2 separate regions of the Zea mays genome follow, and region 2 is linked to region 1. Evidence: chromatin contacts called from public Hi-C data. All regions are on one chromosome and are shown on one strand. The core of a region is the stretch at or near the end of the contact, and the rest is flanking DNA. Distances in the headings are between cores, read along the strand shown. Region 1 holds the start of LOC103630397 (serine/threonine-protein kinase Nek4). Region 2 holds the start of LOC103630398.

Region 1 (6,616 bases), core at 3,165-5,664:
CTTCTGTCACTTGACTGGGCACTGTCAATGTCACTACTGGAAATGCTACTGCTTTGGCTGTCAGACATGCTTCTCTGACTGCTCCGTGAAGTATGTAATTGTTTCTCTGGCATCCGCATTGGGTTTGAAGAATCATAAAGGGGCCGGTATTGATTAACATAAGGTTGTAGGTACGGGTTCTTCAGGATCTCAGATGCCTGTTCAAATGATTTAACATAAACTTTCAAAATCCAGATGAAAGGTAGAACTACTGCATGGAAGGTTCAAATAGCTTACAGTAGGTCGATGCTCTGGACTCTTCCTCAACATACTTTTGATTAGGGTTTTCCTGTACCCAACAGTAAAAAATATATTTTGAGCTGTACATTCTATATGAAACCGTTCTAACAATATGTGCATATAAAAAGGGAAAGATTTAGCAGTTTGCTATTAACATTACTTGGTTCTTGGAAACACTGCTTATATAGAAAGTGCATACCATGTGATAGAAATGGTTACCAAGATCACTTTTAAACATGCAAAGCACAACTGTTCAACTTCCACGAGATCTACTTCATGTAGAGAAGTACACTTACATAGACACTGAGTAACAGGCAGGCAAAGGACCCATGGAAGACCGATTTATCTTGCTTATTAATCCAGCCATATCCTGCAGGCAATGAAATTCAGGTCAGATCATCAGAAATTTTTTTTTCTCGAACGCGCGGGAGGACTACACGTCATTATATTAAGAGAGGAAAAGGTCCAAGAGGACCAAAGTACAATGCCTGTAGGGCAAACTGAACACTTGACCAAAATCTAGACCCTACTCATAATAGCAGGAAGACCAAAACTTGCTAGCTGCTTAGCCCCAGCCCTATCCCAGCAACTTAACTCATTCAGAAATAAGCTTTTAACAAAACACAGGGAAGGGTTTACACCATCAAAAACAGCTTTGTTTCTAGTCAGCCATAGGCACCAAGACCCCAAAATAATGAGACTGTTGAAGCCTTTCTTTCTGATTTTGGGCACCTTGTTAAGCACCTTCCTCCACCAATCAGCAAATGAGATTTCAACAACAGCAGGAATGAGATCCCCAAGACACAAGGGAACAAGAATAGCATGCCAAAATTGCCTGGCAAAACAGCAAGTACACAGAAGATGTTGCACTGTTTCCTGCTCTTGGTCACAAAGAACACAAACAACCGGGTGTTGCAGTCCTCTCCTCCTTAGTCTATCAGCAGTCCAACATTTATTCCTTATCGCCAACCAGAGGAAGAACTTGCACTTTGGGGGAGCCCAGGATTTCCACAAACGTTTCCATGGCTCAAACGAAATTGAACCCATGAAAAAAGCCTTTATCCCTCATCACTAGGATCAGAAATTTTATTCCTCAATCAGAAATTTTAAGCAGTAATTACATACACTAGGATCACTAAAAGAGCACCAAAGAATACCCATGTTCCCTTTATTTAATGTAATGTAACGTAAAAGGGAAATTTTCTGACTAGAATAAACCAGAGGAATCTGTATATAGGTAACCATTTTGAAGTACTCCCTCTATTTCATAATGAAACTGCAAAAACATGTATAAAATCAAATTAATTTCATTAAATTCACCCTTAAATGTCTTGATAGTGGATTTGTTTGGTATTGTAGATGTTAATTCTACAAACTTAGTCTATGTTAGAGAAATTTGACTCATGACAACTATCAACTAAAAAGAACTACATTTTGAGGCAGTGAAAAAAACATAAGATCAGACAAAAACTCACAAATGCCTTGAAGGCAGGGCGGTGAGCTGCCATCTCATACATACAACATCCTAAGCAAATGAAAACATGTTAAGTCAGGAATTTATAATAAATCACCAGTTATGTAAACATCTCACATTACTGAAAGAATTGAACCAGGTAAAACGTAATACCGAGAGACCAGATGTCTGACTTGAAACCATAGGGAATATCAGCTAGCAGCTCTGGGCACATGTAATTTGGTGTCCCGACCACCTAAAAAAAACATGGTGCCACCAGTTATTGCACGAATGCAAAAGCACAATTACACTTCCATACATTCCATGAGATGGACTAGCATATCTACATGGTTCATGGTAAATATAAAAATGAGTATAATGGGGAGAAAGGATCCTCCCCACAGGGGCCCCTGCTTCTGAATTTTAATTCCTTTCTTTCAATACTCTAACTGGAGTTTGGGCCAAAAGTCCCAAAACTGACCCAGTGGAAGTAAGGAAATGAGGTTCCCAATCAGTTGTAAAATGAAATGTTAATCCAAATATAAACAATGTGAGGGGTAAATTCACAACTGGTGAAAAACTTTATGGTTAGAATTTTATCTGATGTATTGTATGAGAGATTAACAAACTCAGTAATTTTTTCTATAAACTGGAAACTTTCGGATGACACAAGGATTTTAGACAGATCAAAGAGGAAAGAAGGAAACATGCAGGAACATCATACCGATGAAGTTAGATCATCTTCCTTCAAAGTCTTCGCCAGGCCAAAGTCTCCTGCATGGAAACCAGGTAATAAGATAACTTGATATGCTGAAGCATAACAAGAAACAGATGTAATATGTCAATTACAGACTTGCATTACTGTATTTGTTGTGAGAGACTAACCAAGGCGTATGTCCTGGTCTTTGGTGAGAAATATGTTGGAGCACTGCAAGTTTGAGGAGTCATGACCATTTATTGCATAAAAAATTGACAATGATGATCATCTATTGTGTTTCACTTACTTTCAGATCACGGTGCAAGACATAGTTCGAGTGCAAGTAATCTACAGCCAACACCAATTGAGCGAACCATTTAAGCAATACCTGAAGATTATTCGGTGTTATAAGTGCAATGTGGATGATTTCCTTCCTTCAACCAGATAAACAAAATGCACAAGTCTTCTCATACCTCCTCAGGAAAGTAGGTACCATTTGATTTCTTCATCAGCTCATCCCTGAAAAACAAGACAAAGGTTCTCATAACTAAATGTGGTTATGTTGCAACTAAAAGGATGACCGCCAAAGCACACTCACATGTCTCCACCTTCACAATAGCCCGTGACAATGCAGACATAACAACCCTGCATAACTCACCTTGTCAACTAAATAAGTTCAAACAGAAGAAACAAGGTAAGAACAAGTTCCTGAACTACAAAACCTTCTCAACCCAAGCCTCCTTGAATTCAACAATGTAAGGGTGCTGCAGCCGAGCAATTAGAGCCATCTGCAATTCAGCTTTTCCCTTACTGACTCTTCAAGGCACAACCGATGAATCAGAAATAAAGCATCACATTTCACCAACCTCTTGATGGGCAGACTTCCGACAGCGCTCAGTCTGCCTCGCAAGACGGATTTTCTTCAGCACATACCTGCAAGACAATCATACAGTTACCCAAATGGTAGGGAAGGGACAAAGCCATATATAGCCTACATACTGATGGAAGAGCGCTATATCTTACTTCTTCTTTTCAGATTTGTGATTGACTAGTATGGCGGCACCGAAAGCCCCACGGCCAATCTGCTCCATGATTTCGTACTGATCCATCCGTGACTCCATGAGCCTCAATACGTGACAAAACAATCACAGTCCAGCAGCAGCAACTCGCAACAGGTACGTCAATCCGTATATAGCCCAACCAGTCACATTTGTCCTGACCAGGTCCAACTGAGGTTCAAACACGGCGACATCTTAAGCGAGCTCTGCAAAAGAAAGCACACAGACACCTAATAAGCCAAGCTGCAAGCTGCTTTGAAGCCTTTGATGAAAGCGCACGCGCTATCACGTGGCGTCCAATCAAATCCACACCATTTGCCTTTTCTTAGAAAGGAGAGTTGATGTTACAAAAAAAAAGTTATTGAACCACGAAAATCGATGACCTACGGCGAGAAGCTAATGCATCAGTTGTCCAAAATAGTAGTGCTACTGAATTCGCAGCAGCTGTGCAAACAGCACGCTGTCGCTGCTCCCACCAACGGAACCGCGCGCAGAGGGGCCTTACCGCGGTGGTCTCCACCTGCATTGGCAAGCGGCGAGGATGACCGGATGCCGCGGCAGCGGCGACGAAGTTTCTCCTTCGATTCTGGTGGGAACAGGCGACGGGACGATGTCACGGCAAGATCTCCTGTTCGGTGGACGCCGCCGGTCCGCCGCCTCTGCTCTCTCGCGACACGCGGGCTCCTCGCGGCTCCGCTCCGCCTACCACTCCCTACTGGCTCCGGATTTGATTTGGTTGTTGGTTTCGCAGTGCGGCGTAGGGGGGGTAACGGTGTGGGCGACGGAGTTTTGCTCGGCAGCTTTTATATGGCGCGGCCGCAACAGCGTGCGGTGGCGGTGCGGTGGGGGTTAAAAAGGCACATCAACATCAGAAGAGGTAAGAGAGATGGTTGCCGAAAGGGACCAATTTTTGGAAGCGTGGCTTCCACTAAATTTTTTTGGGGGCTCTGTTAAGATGTCATTAAAACTTATTAGCTTCTAAAATTCAGATTATTTCAGTTTTTGCTAAAGCTCCAGATATACAGCCTATAGTGATATCTAAAGTTTAGTTAGCCTCAAAAAATATAGTCCATTCGACCCCATAAGTTATGTGAAGTCAAATCCTTAATTTTAGCCAAATAATTTTTAGAACATAAGATCCAAATTGTTGGGGACCTTCGGCATCCGAAGGTCCTCAAAAACAGGATTTAACAGTATTTCTGGAGTACAATGTGTGAACAGGTATCCTCGGACTAAAGTCGGCATTGCTGTAGACCGGAATAATACGAAGGTTGATACAGAGCCGAAGGTGCGAGCAGGAAAGCTTCGGCGTGACAGCAAAGAGTGGAACCGACTTAAAGATGAAAAGGCTATTCAGACCTCGATAGACTACTATAGAATTATTATCAAATGTAAAGGGCATGTATGTAATTTTGTAAGGGCTGTGTCCCGTGCCTATAAATAGGTGAACAGTATCCCCGTACTGTTCACGCTGACTGGGCATTCACTTTTTGCGTCACATTTGTATTGTCATCCTCTCTCGATTGAAGGTACACTTGTAATTCAATAATATTTCTGTTTATGCCTGATAATAATATATAATCGTTCATATTGTCTTTTATATCCTTTACATTTTTACCTTCATCACCGTTTAATGATTTTATGAAGGTACGTCCTTCATAACCTTCGTCCGTAAATCATTATATCCTAAGGGAAATAATGCTTCGGAGGACGAAGGACTATAACGATTAACATTTTCTGTGTTGCCTTGTTCTTAACTCTTAGCACTTGAGAACAAGTCCCCAACATTGGCGCCCACCTCCGGTGAACTCACTTCCATTTCTTGAGCTTTTCAACACCTTCGGCAAGCATCACCTTCGTCATGCCGCCGAAGAAGGCTTCAGCAGCAGGGGCTGGCACGCTGCAGCCGCTGGACCCCAATCAAGACGTCCTTTCTCTTAGAGAGGCACGAAGCCAGAAGAGGAAGGCAGCCAGTCCAACACCTCCGGAGGATGATCTAGATCAGGAAATTCAGAATCTGGAAATCCTTCAGCAACAGGTTCAACGCAAGAAGGAGAAGATGGCCCGTCTAGCTGATCTTCAGAGACAAATAGATGAAGCTTCCGAAGAGGTTCGTCATCTTGTTCAAGATGATCAAAACCGAAGGCCTCCACGCAGAGAGTTTCACCAGGAAGACTTTCGTAATGAGGAAGACCGGTATGACGATTTCCACCATGGCAACTTTGCTTTTGATGATGCTTCCCCTCTCTCAACAGAATTGCAGGCTACACCTTGGCCACAGACTTACAAGCCACCCCAGCTTCCCATATATGACGGTCACTCAGACCCTAAGCAATTCCTTATGAGCTATGAAGCAACTATATCTTCGTACGGTGGCAACATGGCAGTCATGGCAAAATCATTTGTCATGGCCGTCAGAAGCGTTGCTCAGACTTGGTACTCTTCTCTTCGGCCAGGGACAATCACTTCTTGGCAGAAACTGAAGGATATGCTGATAACTAGCTTTCAAGGGTTTCAGACGAAGCCGGTAACTGCTCAGGCTCTCTTCCAGTGTACCCAGGACCATGAGGAGTACCTTCAGGCATATGTCCGAAGGTTTCTACGATTGAGGGCACAGGCGCCAACAGTGCCCAATGAGATTGTCATTGAGGCTATGATCAAGGGGCTTCGGCCAGGGCCGTCAGCACAGTATTTTGCCAGAAAGCCACCACAAACGCTGGAAAAGTTGCTCCAGAAGATGGATGAATACATTCGAGCTGACAATGATTTTCGTCAAAGAAGGGAGGAGGCTTTCAGGTTTTCTGAGATGACCAGGGGCTTCGGAGGAAGGTTCTACCCGAGGCATGTCAGGTCAATTCACAATTCTACTCAAAATGATGATAAAGGGAGTCAGCAGCAAAGGCCACAATACTCCTCACAGGCTTCGGGGCAACAGCAAAGCTCTTTCCGACCACCAGCACCAAGAGGCAGAGGTGCCAGGGGCTTCGGAGGAAGATTTGGCGATCAACCGAGAAGAATCTTTTGCTTATTCTGCGGTGAGAACAAAGGCCATACTACCAGGATGTGCCATGTTACTATTCAGAAGCAAAAGGAAATAGCTGAAGCAGCAGCACAACAAACTCAGCCGAA
Region 2 (6,402 bases), core at 410-2,909, 160 kb before region 1:
AGTTGACACAGACCTCATCAAGTAATCCAAGCAGCCCCGTATGGTCCTAAGGCTGTGTCCAGCAAGGTCCGGTAAAGGATCCGGTACCTTGAATATAGCGGACGTCAGACTTCTTTTTAACTCCAACAACATCTAGTAAACTGCACGCTAAATTTTAGCACTCGTTCGGGAGACGTCAAATGTGGAGCTTGCTGAGCGTCCGCTAAACGCCGACCGGTTCTCTCTCCTGCGCCTTGAAATGTCTACTTCCTCTCCGTGGCAGGCACCGTGCTACCGCCCTTGCCCAGCCCGAGGCATTCAACCTCGCCGTGCTGGTCTCCACCGGCCAGGGCCAGGTCCTCGGTGGAGCGTCCTGGGGCCCCTCGTTGCCACCAGGCTCGCCACGGCCTTCGCCATCGCGTTCTCCTCCTCCTCGTCTGGAAGCAGCCGGCGGCGTGCGGGGCCAAGGCATCGCCGACGAAGGCGGCGGCGGCATCGGGGGTGACGGCCGCCGGCAAGGGCGCGGCGCTGGCGAGGGGCCCCGGGAAGCTGCGCAGGTCTTCGTCGCTGAACGTGGCGGCGTCGTTCACGCGGGTGTGCCTGTGCGCGCCCATCTCCTCGTACAACAGCGAGTCTCCGGCCTTAGGCAACCGATGCATCCTTCCAAGCAGTGATTTTTTTGGTCCTACGATTTATGTTTTTTGTTGTGGAAAACGGTTTGATTTTTGCCATTACATTTTATCGTTAGTTTGTTGGATGAATCGAGATGAATCATACGAGTAATGTGATGATTAATTGGTCATTTGGCAAACAAGGTTAAAATTTGTAGCTTAGACTGCCAAGGTGTCGTGATTGAATTTGAATACGACTATTTAACGTTGAATAAATAAGGTAGTTGTGTATTCTGTTAATACTGTAGCTATAGAGGACCAAATTTAAGGAACGTTGTTGGAGACTGAGATGATATAGAAGATAAAATCTTTTAGAGTGTGCTGTAAAAGACAGAGAATATTCCTTTAGAGGACGAAATTTAGGGGACGTTGCTGGAGACAGCCTAACGCCCTAGATAAAGGATGGGCCTAAGGCTATATGCAGCGCATCCCGCCAGGCGCCCCCTCCCTTTGGTTTAGGGTGTGCAGAGGAACCCTATATGATGCAGCGCTCACCGCTACAACTGCTACAGTACAAGCGTGATGCACAGTGATCCGCTAGATTTAGGGTAACGCCAGCGGCTCCTCTTGCGTCGTTTTGTATACACGTGAGTATTTATTAGATAGAGAAAAATTGATAGTAGATGAAAAGTAGGTATAGGAAATGATATTTTATGGTTGTAGTGGGATATAGGGAGAGAATATAGGGGAAACCGTTGCGGGAGATAAAAAAGTAAGGGATGGAATGTTGATGATGTGACGCAAAAAAAAAAATAGTATAAAGGGAAAAATTTAGAAAAAACCGCTGTGGATAGTCTAACCGGCCGAGCTGAGACCAGGGGTGTTGGATAGGAAGGACGAGCTAAGACCTCGTGCAACTGGACCAACTAGCCCATTTCGAACCTTTTATTCAGCTAGAATTGTCGTGTTTTCTCCCCACCTAGAAGTGTAGTCTTAGGATAATTTTATATAGTACATTACAAAGGCTAAGGGCGCGTTTGGTTGCCTGGTTTTGGCCCAGCCTGGCCCATGGAATCCTATGTTAGGGTGTTTGGTTGCCTGCACTGCATCCAGATGCTGCATGCGCTCGTGCAATACCCCCTCCCCAGCCTGGCTCCGGCGGAACGCCTGGAGTTCTCGTTTCTCCTCGGCCTGGCTGGCTGCGCACGCGAGCGGGCGAGCGCGCGCTCCGAAAGGCGGCTCCCGCCATGCAGCCGCGTTCGCGCGGGAAGCTCCTAGGGTTACCGCCTCCTTTCGCGCCAATCTCTGGTATATGTACCCCTCTGTGGCGTCGCAACCCTCTTTCGTCCCTTCATCTTTCTCTCTTCATTTCTTTCTGTCGGTGAGAGCAGGTGATGTTTTGTGCTATTTCCTTCTTCATTTTCGGGATGTGCAAGATCTGTGGTCGCTCCTAACATTTTTTGTGTTTCCCCTTTCCTTCGATCTGTTGGAATCTGGTTAGGGTTCGTGGTTATCTCGGTTAGGGTTCTTGACCAAAAAGCGCAGGTAACCTCAAATCCGCCCTAGATCTTGTGATTCCCTGTGGATTAGTGTTGAAACTTTGCATATGATTCATGTCCCTTACTGAAGTTTCATTTTATTATCTGAGCACATGTCTTAGTCATTGATGTTTCATTATGTTATCTGAGCACATATCTTAGTCATTGATGTTTCATTTTGTTATGTGAGAACATGTTCTGAGCCATGCATTTTCCATTCTTGCTATGTATTAGATGGAACCTATGGATCAGAGAACACTGCTTGTCAATCAAGCGGCTGCTTTTGTTGCTGTTATTTATGCATACTTCATGAGTAGGCTTAGGGTGGCACAAGCTACGCGTCCTCAAATCACATACGGCCCATTAAGTGCTATGGATGAGGAAAGGCAAGCAAACCTGAACAAAATTTACAATTGCAATGATGTAGAATGTATTAGCATGCTGCGCATGCGTAGAGCTCCATTCTTCAACTTGTGTAACCTGTTTAGGGATAGAAACTTGCTAAGGGACACCATACACAGTTCTATAGAAGAGCAAGTGGCAATGTTTCTTCATGTAGTAGGCCACAACCAAAGATTTAGGGTCATTCACCAAACATTACTAAGTCTGGCAGTGAGGTGACCGGTACTCAGGTGTACAACCACTTACGTAAATGGAGACAGAGGTGGATGAGGGTGGCAAAATTAAGAGAGTTGAGTGGTGCCAATTGGGATGAAGACTTATGCATGATAAGTCTGGAGGATGAGCACTACAATGGCCACATTAAGGTCTGTGTTTATTCCTAACTTGTCCTGAACATTACTACAGTGGTGGCATTCCTTTTTCCACTTGTATTGTATGCCTAACTTGTCCTGAATGTTATACTTAGGCCCACCCTAAGGATGCTGAGTTCTTAAACAAGCCTATAGAAAACTATAAGGAGATGATGACTATATTTGGGACAGGATTAGCAACTGGGAAGTATGCTATGGGTTCAAATGAAGCTTTAGGATCTCCATGCGAGGTTGCTACTAGCTCTGTTAAGACTGATTCCCTTGATGAAGACAAGAGTGGTAAGTCAGTTAAGACTGATTCCCTTGGTGAGGCAACAAAGGATATGAAAGAAGGTAGTAGTGGTGTAGGCAATAAGAGGAAGAGGGGTGTGCTCACTGATGAGGACACTCTGATGTTGTCTAAAATGACAGATGCTGTCAAGGATGTGGCAGCTGCTATTCGTGAGACCAAAGTGGAGGTGATTAATCCTGACCTATATGTTGCAGTCATGTATATGCCTGGATTTAGTGAGGAAGCTTTAATTTGTGCTTTCTCTCATCTGGTGGACAACAAGGCGCAGGGGGATGCTTTTGTCCACATGACTGACTCCCATCGTGTCCTGTGGCTAAGGACATGGCTAGCCAAGAACTACTTCCTGTAGATGCATATTATGCTAACTGACTGATCATTCTTTTGGGTAGCCAAACATATACCATGAGAGGTTTTGCTTTTGCTGTGAGACAACTTGCTTGTCTGTAAGGTCACTAATTTCTGGGGGTCTTTAGGTCTGAGGGTGATCCTTTGCTGGGTTGTTGGAGTACTGAGAGGTTGAAGGCATATGTGATCAGTCAGATTGTTGCCTGTGATGTGGTGGACCTAGATTCAAAGTTCCAGTTGCATTTGTAACCATGACTTTGATGCATGAGCTAATTTCCTTTGCCTCTATTGTTTCCTTTGCCTCTGTTCTTTCCTTTGCCTACGATCAGTCAGATTGTTGCCTGTAATGTATGTGATTTTCATGCTTGATCTGAGATGGTTTCTATTGCCTATGATGTATGTGATTTTCATGCTTGATCTGAGATGGTTTCCATTGCCTATGTTGATTGGCAAATTTTGATATCTTGATCTGAGATGATTTCCATTGCCTATGATGATTACCAAACCACTACCTAACTGTGTTGTAAGTATTGAATTACCAGTTCAGTTACTGAGCACAATAAATGGCCTATGATCATTCTATGATACTACCTCAAATTGTGAAGTGTCCTAACAAAATTTACAGCTATGGCTTGGTACGTAGTACATGTTGGCCGTCAAACTGGTGTCTACTCTTCCTGGGAAGCTTGCCATGCTCAAGTAAATGGTTGCAAAGGAGCTTGCTACAAAAGATACAATTCAAGAGAAGAAGCGATGACAGCTTTCAATGGTCACGACAATGAGGACAAACAACAGGAAGTTCCAGTACTTCTTAGGAACAAAGCTAGTGCTATTACAATTAAAGATGTAATAATATTTGCAGGAGGTGTTGTAATATTAGTTCAAGCTTTAATCATTACAATTTTAGTTTCCAAATTGATGTAATAATGGTTACATTAGCTGTTTTATCCCCTCTTGGTCTGTGGTGGTAACCTTACCAATGTATGCAAGAGGTGACTTTAACAACATGCATGCAGCCAACCAAACGTCCATGTGCTTGCATCTGCAATTTGAATCCGCATCTCATACAAGCAACCAAACATAGACTCTGTGCAGCCAGGATCGACTTGACCGAGTAACCAAACACTGGGCTGTTGGAGGAACTCAACCAGGCCAGCTGTAACCTGGCTGGTATGGTGCGAGCCAGGCAGCCCTGGGAAACGATCCAAACGCGCCCTAATAGGACGAAGATCCTTTGGATCTTCAAACGACGAGGTTCTTTTATCTTGGGGATTAACACCACATTAGTATCGTTCTAACCCTCCGGCATTGGGCTTCCATTAAGAACTTGCAACACCTCATCCTCAATACATTCTCCAATTTGGGACCAGAATTTTTTGAAAAAAATTGCAGACATCTCGTCCAGACCTGGCGCTTTTAGATCACCAATGGCGTTCAGAGCTTTATCAACTTCATCCTCAGTATATGCTGCCATCAGTTTTATGTTCATTGCCAGTGAAACTCGTCGCTGCACACTGTTCATGATGTCATCTAAACGATTGACACCTTGAGACTGGAAGAGAGATTTATATTGTGTTTCCACATAGCTTGCCAAATTCTTCTCCTCCACCCAGCTACCTTCTTCTGAAAGCAAACGTTTGATTCTATTTCTTCTTTTGCGTTTAAAAGACATCCTTGATGATATTATCTCTCCGAACCAAAGTGCTTTTGTGCCTGGTCGTTTGATTACGGATAATATTCTTGTGGCTTATGAGATGACCCACTTTTTAAAAAATAAGCAGAAGGGTAGAGATGGCTATCTTTCCTTGAAGCTAGATATGAGTAAAGCTTATGACCGGGTTGAATGGGGTTTTATCCAGGCCATGATGCTAAAGTTGGGGTTTCACCAAGATTTTTTGTTGGTTTGATCATGAAATGTGTAAAGTCAGTCAAATATCACATTAAGGTCAATAATGAATTAACTGAGATAATTATACCGGGAAGGGGTCTAAGACAAGGAGACCCTCTGTCCCCTTATGTGTTTCTCATTTGTGCAGAGGGTTTCTCTTCTCTTATGCATCAAGCTAAAATATCCAATCATATTCAAGGCATTAAAGTTTGCAATGGGGCTCCTAGTGTGTCGCATCTCCTTTTTGCTGACTCTCTTATTCTGATGAAAGCCATAATAGCCAGTGCTCATCACTTGAATTATATTCTTGATTTATATGAGGCTTGTTCAGGGCAGAAAATTAATAAGGAAAAATCATCCATCATGTTTAGTAGAAATGTGTGTACAACAGCTAAAGAAGAAATGAAGCAAATTCTCCAACTTTCCAGTGAAGCCATGACTGACAAGTATTTAGGACTACCAATCCATATAGGTTGTTCAAAAGAGAAGGCTTTCAGTTATTTGAAGAAGAGGACCTGGAAAAGAATTCAAGGATGGAGAGAAAGGTTGCTTTCTGTGGCAGGAAAAGAAATTTTAATTAAGGCAGTGACACAAGCTATTCCAACGTATGCTATGTCTTGTTTTGACCTTACAAAAAGCTTTTGCGAACCTAAGGATGAAGGAGGTATGGGATTTCGTGATTTGTATGCGTTTAATCTTGCAATGTTGGCCAAACAGGGTTGGAGAATAATTCAAAATCAAAATTCGTTTTGTGCACAAATTCTCAAAGCTAAGTATTTTCCTGATGGGGACATTTTACATGTCAAAGCAAAAGCTGGGGCTTCTTATACTTGACGCAGCATTCAAAATGGGATTGAGCTGGTGAAAAAAGGTATGATACGGAGAGTGAGAAATGGTCGATCTATTAACATGTGGACTGATCCTTGGATTCCTAGAGGGACAACAAGAAGATCTTGCACGCACAGGGGACAAAATC

Evidence for each region. Hi-C and Micro-C count contacts between places; a contact is called where the count stands out from the background.
Region 2: a contact with region 1 is called in a Hi-C map of leaf, with 5 times the contacts expected there. The contact joins the promoter of LOC103630398 here to the promoter of LOC103630397 in region 1. A contact is called at or near these places in 8 of 25 Hi-C or Micro-C datasets (bundle sheath, ear, endosperm and 2 more) and 1 of 3 datasets of contacts at active chromatin or transcription factors (leaf).

The regions. Positions count from the first base shown.
Region 1 is chr6:160,279,243-160,285,858 of Zm-B73-REFERENCE-NAM-5.0, reverse strand. It overlaps LOC103630397 (serine/threonine-protein kinase Nek4), which reads right to left and starts at 4,414. Exons shown (of 15, transcript XM_008651450.3): 1 at 3,993-4,414; 2 at 3,453-3,693; 3 at 3,296-3,362; 4 at 3,152-3,217; 5 at 3,028-3,074; 6 at 2,903-2,948; 7 at 2,737-2,817; 8 at 2,618-2,660; 9 at 2,457-2,506; 10 at 1,907-1,988; 11 at 1,755-1,804; 12 at 576-649; 13 at 277-328; 14 at 1-197. The coding sequence starts at 3,550.
Region 2 is chr6:160,435,159-160,441,560 of Zm-B73-REFERENCE-NAM-5.0, reverse strand. LOC103630398 reads left to right here and starts at 1,659. Exons shown (of 3, transcript XM_020540139.1): 1 at 1,659-1,847; 2 at 2,710-2,895; 3 at 2,997-4,543. The coding sequence starts at 1,659. The coding sequence ends at 3,542.